Regions from separate parts of the Sus scrofa genome. Here region 2 is linked to region 1. The links are chromatin contacts, called in public Hi-C maps. All regions are on one chromosome and are shown on one strand. The core of a region is the stretch at or near the end of the contact, and the rest is flanking DNA. Distances in the headings are between cores, read along the strand shown.

Region 1 (6,118 bases), core at 1,714-4,213:
GAATTCATAGGTTCATAAGAGATGGAATCCATCAGGCAAGATATCATTGAGCTTTGCTTTGAGGTCATTCCACAGTATTAAAACAGGCATTTTCCTTCTATCATCAAATATAAACACTATAACATTAAATATGCTTTCAAGTCTCCATTGGGAAGAGGGAGCCAGGGAAGTGCTGACATCTGACTCCCCCACCTTGGAGAACTTGATGATAGAAATTTGCCAGAAATAAATAAGAAACAAAAATATGAAAAAAAAGAAAAGAAAAAGAGAAAGGAAAAAAGACCACCTTCTGTCTCCTTACATATCACCTCCCAGGAGCACATGTTCGAATGAAGGGAGTTCTTTGAAAATGCTTCCGGCACTACATTTTCCTGCTACACCTACACCCCCCCCACACACACACATCCCTCCACCCCTACTTTAAAATACTCTGAACGTCCAGCTGGCAGCAACTCCTTTTAAACTAATATGCTTTGTCCTGGGGAAGACAAAGGGTTAAATTAAAGAAACAGCTGGCTGGCGGCCTGCCATGGGCTTGGGGGTTTGGGTTGGGATGGAGGATAGAGGAGGAAAAAAACCAGTGAGAGGAAGACGAGCGAACTTCTTACCTTGCCACATGGCCATCTTGATCCTATTCTCTCCCACGTTGGGGTCACAGGCTCAGAGTTTCCCAGACCCCCCCCCCGCCCCAGTTTTGTAGGCAGGCTTGACTGGGACGTAGATGGACGAGCAGCTGTGCCGTCTGGTTTTCGGCAAGGTGTTCCAGCTCAGAACCTGAAAACATCAACAGAAAAAAAAAACATTCAAATCCTTGAAAAGTATCTCCTGGACCTCTCTGGAAAGATAAGCGGATCGAGACAGTGTCAAGTTTCCGTCTAGGCAGCGAGGTATTGCTGAAAGAAGAATGAGGAGACGTGGAGCCGGTTAATACGGCCAGTGACTGCTGTCCAATTCTGCATGAATCACTGGATCTTCAGTAAATGCGTTTCAGAATCTCAAAGGCAGGGTGGCTGGATGAGATAATCATTAAGTGTCTCTCCTACCTGGAAGTGCCACACTTTGGGGAAATGAATCGTGTGATAGCCGATGCCTTCCCAACAGCCCCCCCCCAACACCCAACTCTACATTAAAAAAAAAAAGTTTGTAGACAGGAGAGGAAAATTTTGCGATGGAAAATCTCGCAGAGGAAAAGAGAGGAAAGAAGACAGAATGAGAAGTGAAGAGCAAAGCCCTCTGGGTCGTGGTGCTTCCTCTCCGCTTCAATATATTTTCCCACATTTCGCCAGTGTCCTATAGGGAGCCTAGACGGTTTTTATAATCAGAAAGGAAAAGAACCAAAGGAAAAGAAAAAAAAATCTCATGGAATACTAATTTAAGTAAAACCAAAGCAATTCAGATAATCCCGATTTTTAAAATGTCAAATTCAGTCTTAGGACAAAAGCTGCGAGGCTCCGAAAGGCGCTGGGAATGGGAGAGAAAAAAATGAAAGGTCTGACTCCATTTGATTCAGGAGTCTAATGCATTAACCCCTTTGCTTATCCATTTAAACAAGTTCTTCATTAGTAAACTGGTCTTCCTTATGTAGCATACAAGCCAATTGGCTTTTTTCCTAAGAAAGTCTTCACTTTTTTTGACCTGAAGTTCCAAGTAGATTGCTATTTCCATAAGTTTCACAAAAGCAACACCTCCACCCACCCCCAAGTGAAAGCCCTAAGGCATACTTTCCTAAGACTAATGCGAACCTAAAAGCCATCATTTTGGCTTTTTTTTTTTTTTTTTTTTTTTTTTTTTTTTATCTTTTGCCTTTTTAGGGCCGAACCGGCAGCATATGGAGGTTCCCAGGCTAGGGGTCCAATCGGAGCTGTAGCCACTGGCCTACACCACAGCCACAACAATGCGGGATCCAAGCCATGTCTGTGACCTACACTATAGCTCATGGCAACGCCAGATCCTTAACCCACTGAGCCAGGCCAGGGATCGAACCAAAGTCCTCGTGGATGGCAGTCCGATTCGTTTCCGCTGAGCCACGACCGGAACTCCCATTTTGGCCTTTTTTTAATGCCTTCTTTAAAGGACAAACGTGTGAGAGTGTACACTCATCCCCAAAAGCCAACAGAGAAATGACAGTGCTTTGGATAAGGAAAGGCTAGAGAAGTCCAAGAAAAGTAGGAACTCACAAAAGTCCGAGGATGAATTCACCAGGAAAAAAAAAGCGCTCTGATGACTTATCTGGAACCTGGGACAGTCTGTCTTGACTTGCCTTTTTTTTTTTTTTTTCCCCTCTTATTTAGCGTGCAGTGATAAAGCACTGATCTGCACCTCGTGGGACCAGGAGAATTTAACATTTCGCAAGTCAAGCCCAAGTAGTTGCTAATAAATATATGAAGTTCACGTAAAGCAGATTCCTACTGGCCTGTTATGCTCCACACATCTGGATTCCCCTCCCTCATTCGGGGTAGCTCACAACTGACGTTAACACACGGGCACACGTACAACTTCACTTGGCACTCCAGGAAAATGATTTGCTCTGAAACGTTAATGTGGTAAAACGCGCATCGATGTGAAGGTAAAGTTTTCCCCTTGGGGCGAAGGCGCTCAAGCGCAAGCCTGGAAAGTCTGGAGAGCCAAGTGGGAAAAGGAAAACGCAGCAACCACTTTTCTGAGAGTCTGGACTCCGCTTCGCTACGACCCACACAAACTTGCCAGTCCAGGGCAGGATGGATAAGAACGGGGCCTCGACAGGGCTTAACCAGCCAGAGCCACCCTGCCCCAGTCCTGGAAAGGGGATGCCTGGAGCTAACCTCCCCCATTCAAAAGCGGGGCGGGCTTGGCGTGGCTCCGCGAGAAAACTTCGCTGGGACAGCGCAGGGACCCTGGCTCAGAGAACAGGGCTGGGCTCCCTGGAAGATGCCGCCCTGCACTGGCTAGAACTGGCCGGTCTAACTCCTCCGAGTACCAGGAGGCGGCGGCCAGGCACGGGGAACCCCCATCTCCCGTGGGCCGAGCCAGTGGGGGAGCGCTTCCCCTGTGTCGCTGCGCCCAGGGGGTGCTCCGAGGGTGGGTGAGGGCCAGCGGCCCGCCAAGGACCTGCTCGGGTAGGGACAGCCCGTTTGTCTTTACCTGTCGCCGAAGTCCGGAGCGGCGGAGCCCGTGTCCGCCGCCGGCGGGCAGAGCGCTCAGTCGGCTCTGGCGTCCGGGACACTGAGTTGAGCTAGCGCCCCACGTAGCCGGCAGAGCTTCATTCACAGCCCAGCCAGGAGGAGGGGGAGCGGAGCGGGCGCGCGGCTCATGTGACAGGCGCCTCGCAAGGCTCGGCCAAGCACCGCCGCGGTCTGCGCGTGCGCGCCCCGGCCAGCCCTCTCCCCACACCTCGGCGGAGGCGGGGAGGAGGTGGGAGGCGGGGACTAGGTGATGCCCGCGGGGGAGGCAGCAGGGCGGGGAGAGCGGCCGCGAGAACGGTGCTGGGAGGAGTTTCCGCGCGCGCAGCCGCAGTAGGTCGGCCCTGCTCGCTGCCATATTTAATGAGGACTGGGCGGGGCCTAACTCAGTGGTGGGCGTATCAATTGCCTTTAAAAAAGAAATGCTCCTTTTCAGTTTCGGGCCTGCGATCCATATTGGGGGGTTTTGTTCTTAGAACGAAAGTGATGCCCCTGAGCTTTGGGCTCACAGAATAGTTAGTAGTAGAAATGTGATACTAATTACATTAGCTCACGCATCTTGAACCTCCATAACGCCAGACACTGTTGGATGCCCTTTACTTTTTTTGATCTCATGTAATGCACACAGTAACCCCACTGGGATAGTACTATTACTTCTCCACTTTTATTCATAGGAAACGGAGGCACAGAAAGGTTAAGTAACGTGTCCGAGCTCACATAATAGTAGTAGTAGGAATAGTGATCAAATGTAGGGATGCGTGTTAACAGCCAACTCGATCCTCAGTAACACTGGAAAATCTACACTGCAGTTTTTGGTATTGTCTCCTTTTTTTTTTTTTTTTCTCTCTCTCTTTATAGTGCCGCACTCAGGGAATATGGAGGTTCCCAGGCTAGGGGTCTAATCGGAGCTGCAGCCGCCGGCCTATGCCACAGCCACAGCCACGCGGGATCCAAGCCATGTCTGCGACCGATGCCACAGCTTACGGCAACACCAGATCCTGAACCCACTGAGCGAGGCCAGAGATCGAACCCACAACCTCATGGTTCCCAGTGGGATTTGTTTCCGCTGCGCCACAACAGGAACTCCTGTCTCCATTTTAATAATTACAGAACAGAGGCTCGGGAAAGCGGAAATCACAGGACTAGTAAGAGGTAGAACTGAGATTCCAACCTAGGTCTCCCTGACTCCAAAGCCCTTATCCTAGGATTGGAGGAAACAGGCCAATGGGGCGCGTTGACCTATTTGACACGATCCAACTAATTCTTTACTGGCAGAACTGACACAGGAACGTGTATAATCACTCCAGATGATCCCCAGTACTCTAATTCAGGGTCTACTGTAGGGAACAATTTTGAACACCTACGTTGGGCAAGCTAAGTGGTGAGGGGTACAAAACCTCTATCCTAGCCCAGTCAAGACAAGGCCACCAAGGACAAATCTGTAATCAGTAAAGTCAGGCTTTTGGACCCTCAGCAACAAGGGAGACTGCACACCAGAGAAACCACGGAGCATCTCACTAAAGCAAGAGTCATTATGGTATTGGGGGGAAGGGTTTTAAGTGAATTTTAAACCAAGCATTGTTTTCATAAGCTCAAAGCAGGGCTGTGTGGAGGGGTCAATGGCAGGTCTGGACTTGGAAGTGAACCCAGAGTCCTGTTTCCTTGGGAACCACAAAGTAAAGATAGAGGTGGAATGTCATCTCCAAATACCCCTTATCTGAAGCTCTGCACCTGCATTGGAAATTAAGGTTGCTTCCCTGGGTCCAAGAAGCTTATGTCCTCCAGACAAAGGTGCGATGTTTTAGTCTCACAGATACCATTTCAAGCAGCAAGGTTCCTGATAGTCTGTGATTGTAGAAAACAAAGTTTCTCAGTGAATAAAAGAAAAAAAAAAACACGATGGTCACTCACATAGGAGGCTGTTATCTCCCCGCAGCAGCATGTCTTTGGGAGAACTGTTGTTCCCTGTTCAATTTGCAGCTGGTTTTATCTGTGTCTGTTATTCCGGCCTGATGAATGGCCAGGTTTTTGCTTTCTCAGTCCAAGTGAATTTTTACTTTCTCACCTTGTAACATGTAGTCTCTGCCGTCAGGCCCTCATGGTATAGAGGTGGGTGGGTGAGGGAGAGCCACAGGTAACTAGAAATACTCAGGGCAGGTTGTGCTGAGTCCTCTGATGGTGGTAAATGCAACTGGAGTTAACACCTTGTACAACGATATTCAGGCAGGAAATCGTATAAGGACCTCTGAGTAGTCCTCTGTAGTGGAAGCTTAGGATAAAGAAGTGTATGGAAGTTGTAGGAGATGTAACTAGAAGGTAAATTGAAACCCAATTTTGGAGGATCCTGAACGTTGAACTGAGATTTGTACTTAACTCAGAAAGTGAAAAATAATCAAGGTTCTTGAGCAAGGTAGTTCCTTTATGGGAAGGCTTCCTTTTTTTAATTGAAGTATAATTGACCCATAACATTATATTAGTTTCAGGTGTGCTGATGACTCACTATTTGTATATATTGCAATATGATTACCACAATAAGTCTAGTTAACATCGGTCACTTTTCTTTTTTTTTTTTTTAAGGTGGCATCTGCGGCATATGGAAGTCCCCAGGCTAGGGGTCAAATCAGAGCTACAGCTGCCGGTCTACCCCATGGCCACAGCAATGCCAGATCCGAGCCACACCTGCGACCTACATCACTGCTCACGGCCACGCCAGATCCCCGACCCACTGAGCGAGGCTAGGGATCGAACCCGCATCTTCACGGATCCTAGTCGCATTCATTTCTGCTGCACCACAGAGGGAACTCCTGGCGACTCTTTTTTAAGAAGGTGAATCTGGGGTAATTGTTCAAGGAGAGATGTGTTTGTTTTTGTCATTGCAAGATAGGAGAAACCAGAGCTTCTTTGTAGATTGAGCAGGAAGAGCCAAGGATGAAACAGCAATTGAAGAGGAGAGAGAAAAG
Region 2 (5,418 bases), core at 457-2,956, 290 kb before region 1:
TCTTTCTTTTCTTCTTGAGACAGAATTGACATATAACATTATACTGGTTTCAGATGCACACACACTAATTTTTAGTTATGTACATATCCTTAAACACACCCTCATATAGATGAACCTAGAGGTATCCCTTGCAGGATAAATGAAAATGAGTAAATGCAGTCCTTCTCCTCAAGCATTTCTGTATTTGGGAAGATAAAGCTCATGATGAAATAACTACAACACAAGGCAGAGGGTGATAAGCACTAAAGCAAGGTGAATATAAAACTGAGAACTTCAGAGGACACATGTTGAGGAAATATTTACCAACACAATCGCTGTTCTCATCATCACCCTTGACATCACCAAGAGGCATTACTGAGTAGCTAAGTACCCGAGGCACTGTTAGGGTCCGAGTTGGACTGTCACTGCTTTCCTTGAACCTGTTACCTGTCTTTAGGATGGGGCTATTAAGAACACGGATCAATAAATATACACAAACTTGCAGGTTTTAGGATGGGGAGTGATTCTAGCAGGGAGGACGCAGCAGTTTCCCTTTGACCTGGAGGACTGCCTCCTCAAAAAAAAACAAAACAAACAAACAAACAAAAAAAAACCAAAAAAAACCAAAACTGGCTTGGGGCTGGGGGTGGAGCGTATGCTGTGTGCAAACACGTTTTTCCAAGCAGCTGCGACCTCCTAGTGGCCACATGGACTCATTACCCCCATGGTCATCTTGATTTGAAAGTGACAGGCACAGAAGGTCTAAGCCTGATATCCCCAAGGGGGCCCTGACACCACAAAGCCGAAGACTAGTCTTTATCCTATTTCCAGGATAGTCTTCATCCTATTTAAGGGTAGTCTTTATCCTATTTGAGGGTAGGCTGCATCTTATCTTAATGATCCTTAAATCTGTGTGTTGGGGGAGGTGGGAACTGCCCACAAGGGCTGTGAGGGAACCCGAGAGGTTTCGTGCTTCCAGATCTCCTTCCTCTCCTCCACGGTCTTTGCTGAAAACTGTCATTCGCGGATAAGGATACTATTTGGAAAGGAGTTCCCGCTGGTTGTGTCACAGCGGAAACGAATCCGACTAGGAACCCTGAGGTCGAGGGTTCGATCCCTGGCCTCGCTCCGTGGGTGGAGGCTCAGGCGTTACCATGAGCTGTGGTGTAGGTCGCAGACGTGGCTCGGATCCCATGTTGCTGTGGCTGTGGCGTCAGCTGGCAGCTGTAGCTCCGATTGGACCCCTAGCCTGGGAACCTCCAAATGCCGTGGGTGGCCCTAAAAAGACAAAAAAAAAAAAATACTATCTGGAGGGAGGAATCAAAACTCGGTCACCAGTGCGTACCATAATAAGTACTTTCTGTGACGTAGGAAACCAACTTGTTGGTTTGACGGGGTGGGGGGTGGAAACCCAGTTAACAGCTGAGTTCCCTCAGCCACATCTCCAGCTCTGACACAGGATATACTGATATATTTATATACATAGGTCTGAGGCAAAAAGCTCTTTTACTACCTAGAAAAAATAAGTTGTACCTTTGACACGCTACAGAAGGATTGGAACAAATGCTGTATGTTGGAGAGGCGCTCCCCACCAATCGGAAAAGAAAAAAACAAAAAAGAAAAGAAAACAAAGCAAAATCCGGAAAAGGGGAAGAGAAGGGCTTGGGGCGCGGAGGGCGGGGGCGGGGGGGAGACTAACCGCGTCAGAATAATCGCCTCAGCCTTAAAACATCTCAGCAAAACCGCCTTGAGAAACAAACAGGCTCAGGAAACCAATCTCCCGGCCACCGGCGGACCCCACCAGTCTCACCAGCAGGGGGAGGTAATGGATCAGCACTTTGTTCAGTCAGACCCCAAACCACCAGATGGGGCCAAAAGATCAGAGTAGGTACCCTTTGCCCTGCTCAGGGAGTTTCTCTTCCGCCTCTTCGGGACGAGAAGAAAGGAAAAACCCTCACTCACCTCTGCGCGCTCCCCACACAGACACCCACCCCCCAAGAGGATGGTAGCGACGAGTGCCTGATCGAGCCAGACCTCCCGCCAAATGGCCTCTGCTCCAGCCACCCATTCATAAAATCCGGATGGAAATAATACCCATTTCAGAAGGTTGCGTGAAACTGAAACGAGGATGCATGTAAAATACAATACCGAGCAAATTTTCAGGCCCCATGACAGACCTGCAGAATTAAAAACTCTGGGATGGGGTCCAACTAGCTGTTGTGTGGTTTGTTTAAGACTTTATTTGCATGTATTGGTTTATAATTCAGGAAAAACCAAAAAAAGAAGAGCTATACAGGACAAGGTATGCGGTGGGGGTAGATGTGTGCAGATCTTTCATGCCTTTTTCAGGTACATTACCCTCTTGATCCTGGAAGCTCCACCACTGTTTCCACAAGTCCCCCCTCCACCCCCTCCAACACCCCTCCCCCGTGATTCTGATGTATGCTAGCTAGTGTGAGCATTATTGTTCTAAGAAGAAGGCTGCCCACTCAAATAGCTAACCAAGTTTTTTGTCATTATTACAGATTCCAAGACTTATGTGGCTGCTGACTTGCTTCCTGCCTGAAATTCCAAAACCATCATTTGATTCTTGAGCCCGCGCTGTGTGCCCACCATTGTGGCAGATACAATGAGAAAGAATCAGAGACCCTGCCCTCCAGGCTTTCATTGTAGGTGATCCAGAAATAGGGAAAGTTAATTAACTCTACAAGGCCAGATCTAGTAAATGTCAGATGAATTATACAGACAATAAACAAATGTTCTAGAAAATCAGAGAGGGGGAAATTCACAATTATAAGAGGAAGGAGACTGACCAGAAATGGCCACTGTCAAGCCAAGCCCACCCTTCAAAAATAGCTGTAAGTCATTTTCTACAAGGCAATAGAACAGATCTTAGCTGCCTAATTAAGCCCCTACCTAAAAAGGAAACTCGAACATAAGAGTCTGCTTTCCTTTAACAGCTGCCCTCTGAAATTTAAAAATGAGAATGTTTATAGCTTTTCAAAAGTCTTTTATTTTCTCCCTCCACGGCTTCAGTCACTCAAAGGAAAAGACAGACATAAATACTTGACAGAAGTAATTATGCAACACCATTGCTGAGATGTTCAGAATAGCTATCCAATTTTTCACTGTAGTATGGTTACATGAAGTTGCTCTAAATGACATTGTGCATTCTCATGGCTGGAAAACAGTTCAGGAGAAAAAGAAGTAGAGTTTTCATTTGTACGGGTCCACAGTAAATAATGTCTGATAATCATTAGCATCACAGCCCATTTTCCAAATGGTCACAGTGTCATCACATAAATGAAATTAGGTAGGCTAAATCTGAGTCTAGGAGATCCTTAGTGGAACTAACAGGCAGATAGTGATTTCATGAAGGGTGATCGTTCGGCTCATTTAAATTTAATTTTGCCATTGTTCATAATAATTACATTACAGACACAGGCCTCATTTTTACTATCTTAATAGCTCTTTCAAACCAAACGCAACCTGGAGTTCCCATTGGGGCGCAGTGGTTAACGAATCTGACTAGGAACCATGAGGTTGCAGGTTCGATCCCCGGCCTAGCTCAGTGGGTTAAGGATCTGGCATTGCCGTGAGCTCTGGTGTAGGTCGCAGACACGGCTTGGATCCTGTGTTGCTGTGGCTCTGGCATGGGCTGGCGGCTACAGCTCTGATGTGACCCCTAGCCTGGGAACCTTCATATGCCATGGGAAGCTGCCCCAGAAAAGGCAAAAAGAGAAAACAAAAACAAAAAACAAATGCAAACTGAAGACATATTTAAAGTGTTGACATATAATTATTCACAAGTTTGTGTGGAAGAGACGATGCTTAGGTGGAATCAACAAGGTTAGAAAACAGAAAATATTGGTTGTGGGGGGGAATAATGACCAAAGTTTCTGTTTAATATTTCTATATTTGGCTCTCAAAGACTAACCTAAGTGCATACTACTTCACACATATTCATGCACTAACATGGAATATTCCTTCTTTTGACTCTCTGAATATCCCTTTCCCCCCCTTCTGTCCCCACCTCTAGTCAGTATAGGTCAGTCTGAGACCCTCAGCAACTTGAGAGAAAGAAGAGGCAGCAGTTACACGGTAACCTATGACAAACCCTGCTTACATTTCATTATTGGTTTCCCAACCCACCCAAATGCTGCTCTTGTTTGCTCCTGGTTAGCCTCCAAGATGACAGGATTGGGGTGCAAAGGGACAAACCTCTAATCATCCATAATAGTTCCCTCTTTGTCAGTTAGGAGAAGTGGTAAGACATTTTCCAGGCCAGAGCCATATTTGTTCCCTTCCGGGCTGGGAGATATAGATGGGTTTTGGTTTTTTGGTGGTTGTTGCTATGTGTTTGCTTTTATCTTAGGGATATACATTCTTGTGATTGAAGAATAAATAAACATTTTCTTTCTTTGCTTCTTATTCCACAGACATGGGCCAGACACAGGAGCTCCAACTTTGTCTTTAATCATCAAAATTCCCCTTGACAAAAGGGCGGTATAGGAAAAACAGGTCCTATGTTATACATTCTAACTCATCGTCATTGACAAAGACTCTCTCCCTGACCAAAACTTATTTTTTAATAAAATTTGTATATATTTAAGCTGTACCACATGATGATTTGATATAGTCAGGCTCCTCTGAGTTGTCTTCTCAACTAGTCCTCAACCTTGGCCTTTTAAGAACTATAGCTTTCAGCACAAACAATTTCATCCACTCCCTACGTTAAGGGACTTGAACAAACACCAGCATAGTTTCTATCACTTCAAGGCCATGTCCCTAGAATGATGACCCCAGCCTCTTTGTAATGCCTGCTTGAGAAAGTTCAAAAGTGCCACAAAAAAAAAATTTACTTTTTATTCTAGCCAAAACCCGACGATAGACCTCTGGCCTCCCCTTTCTCAGAACATTTATTTCAGAAAACTTGTGTCTGTAAATACTTTCTCTGTCCTTTCGAGTTGTATATTCTACAATCCGGAAATATCTTTCTCAAGGACCTGGGAGTCATCCCTTTGAAATGTAATCATCAAAAAAGATAGGGTCCCTGTCTCCCAGTCCTTTTAGAGGCTTTTGATAAGTCCCATTTGACAAACACAGATGCTGGATCACATTGATCAACTTCCTATCCCACAAATTTCCCTCAGCACTTTCCCTTTAGCACTCTCCAGCATTTAAAAACCCTTCTGAAATGGACAACTTTCTAGAGACGTACAGTCTGCCAAAACTGAATCAAGAAGAAATAGATCAGCTGAACAGACCAATCACTAGAAATGAAATTGAATATGTAATAAAAGCATTGCCTACATACAAAAGTCCAGGATCAGATGGCTTTACAGGCAAATTCTACCAAACACACAAAGAGGAACTTATACCCATCCTCCTTAAATTTTCCAAAACGTTGAAGAAGAAGGAACACTCCCAAAGACATTC

Evidence for each region. A called contact is a pair of places that touch in the nucleus more often than the background predicts.
Region 2: a contact with region 1 is called in a Hi-C map of subcutaneous adipose tissue, with 2.8 times the contacts expected there. The contact joins two enhancer-like sites. A contact is called at or near these places in 1 of 5 promoter capture datasets (liver), 16 of 47 Hi-C or Micro-C datasets (alveolar macrophages, embryonic fibroblasts, epiblast stem cells and 9 more) and 2 of 2 datasets of contacts at active chromatin or transcription factors (alveolar macrophages and skeletal muscle).

The regions. Positions count from the first base shown.
Region 1 is chrX:43,610,821-43,616,938 of Sscrofa11.1, reverse strand. No RefSeq gene overlaps it. Among named protein-coding and RNA genes, the nearest start is that of USP27X, 60 kb to the right of the region's middle. Within about 2 kb of position 2,963, at least 57 of the 83 cell types and tissues checked have an H3K27ac peak or open chromatin away from gene starts, as enhancers often do. A contact at or near this core is called in fetal liver, retroperitoneal adipose tissue and subcutaneous adipose tissue, where this site is marked.
Region 2 is chrX:43,900,114-43,905,531 of Sscrofa11.1, reverse strand. No RefSeq gene overlaps it. Among named protein-coding and RNA genes, the nearest start is that of AKAP4, 7.7 kb to the right of the region's middle. Within about 2 kb of position 1,706, at least 24 of the 83 cell types and tissues checked have an H3K27ac peak or open chromatin away from gene starts, as enhancers often do. A contact at or near this core is called in fetal liver, retroperitoneal adipose tissue and subcutaneous adipose tissue, where this site is marked.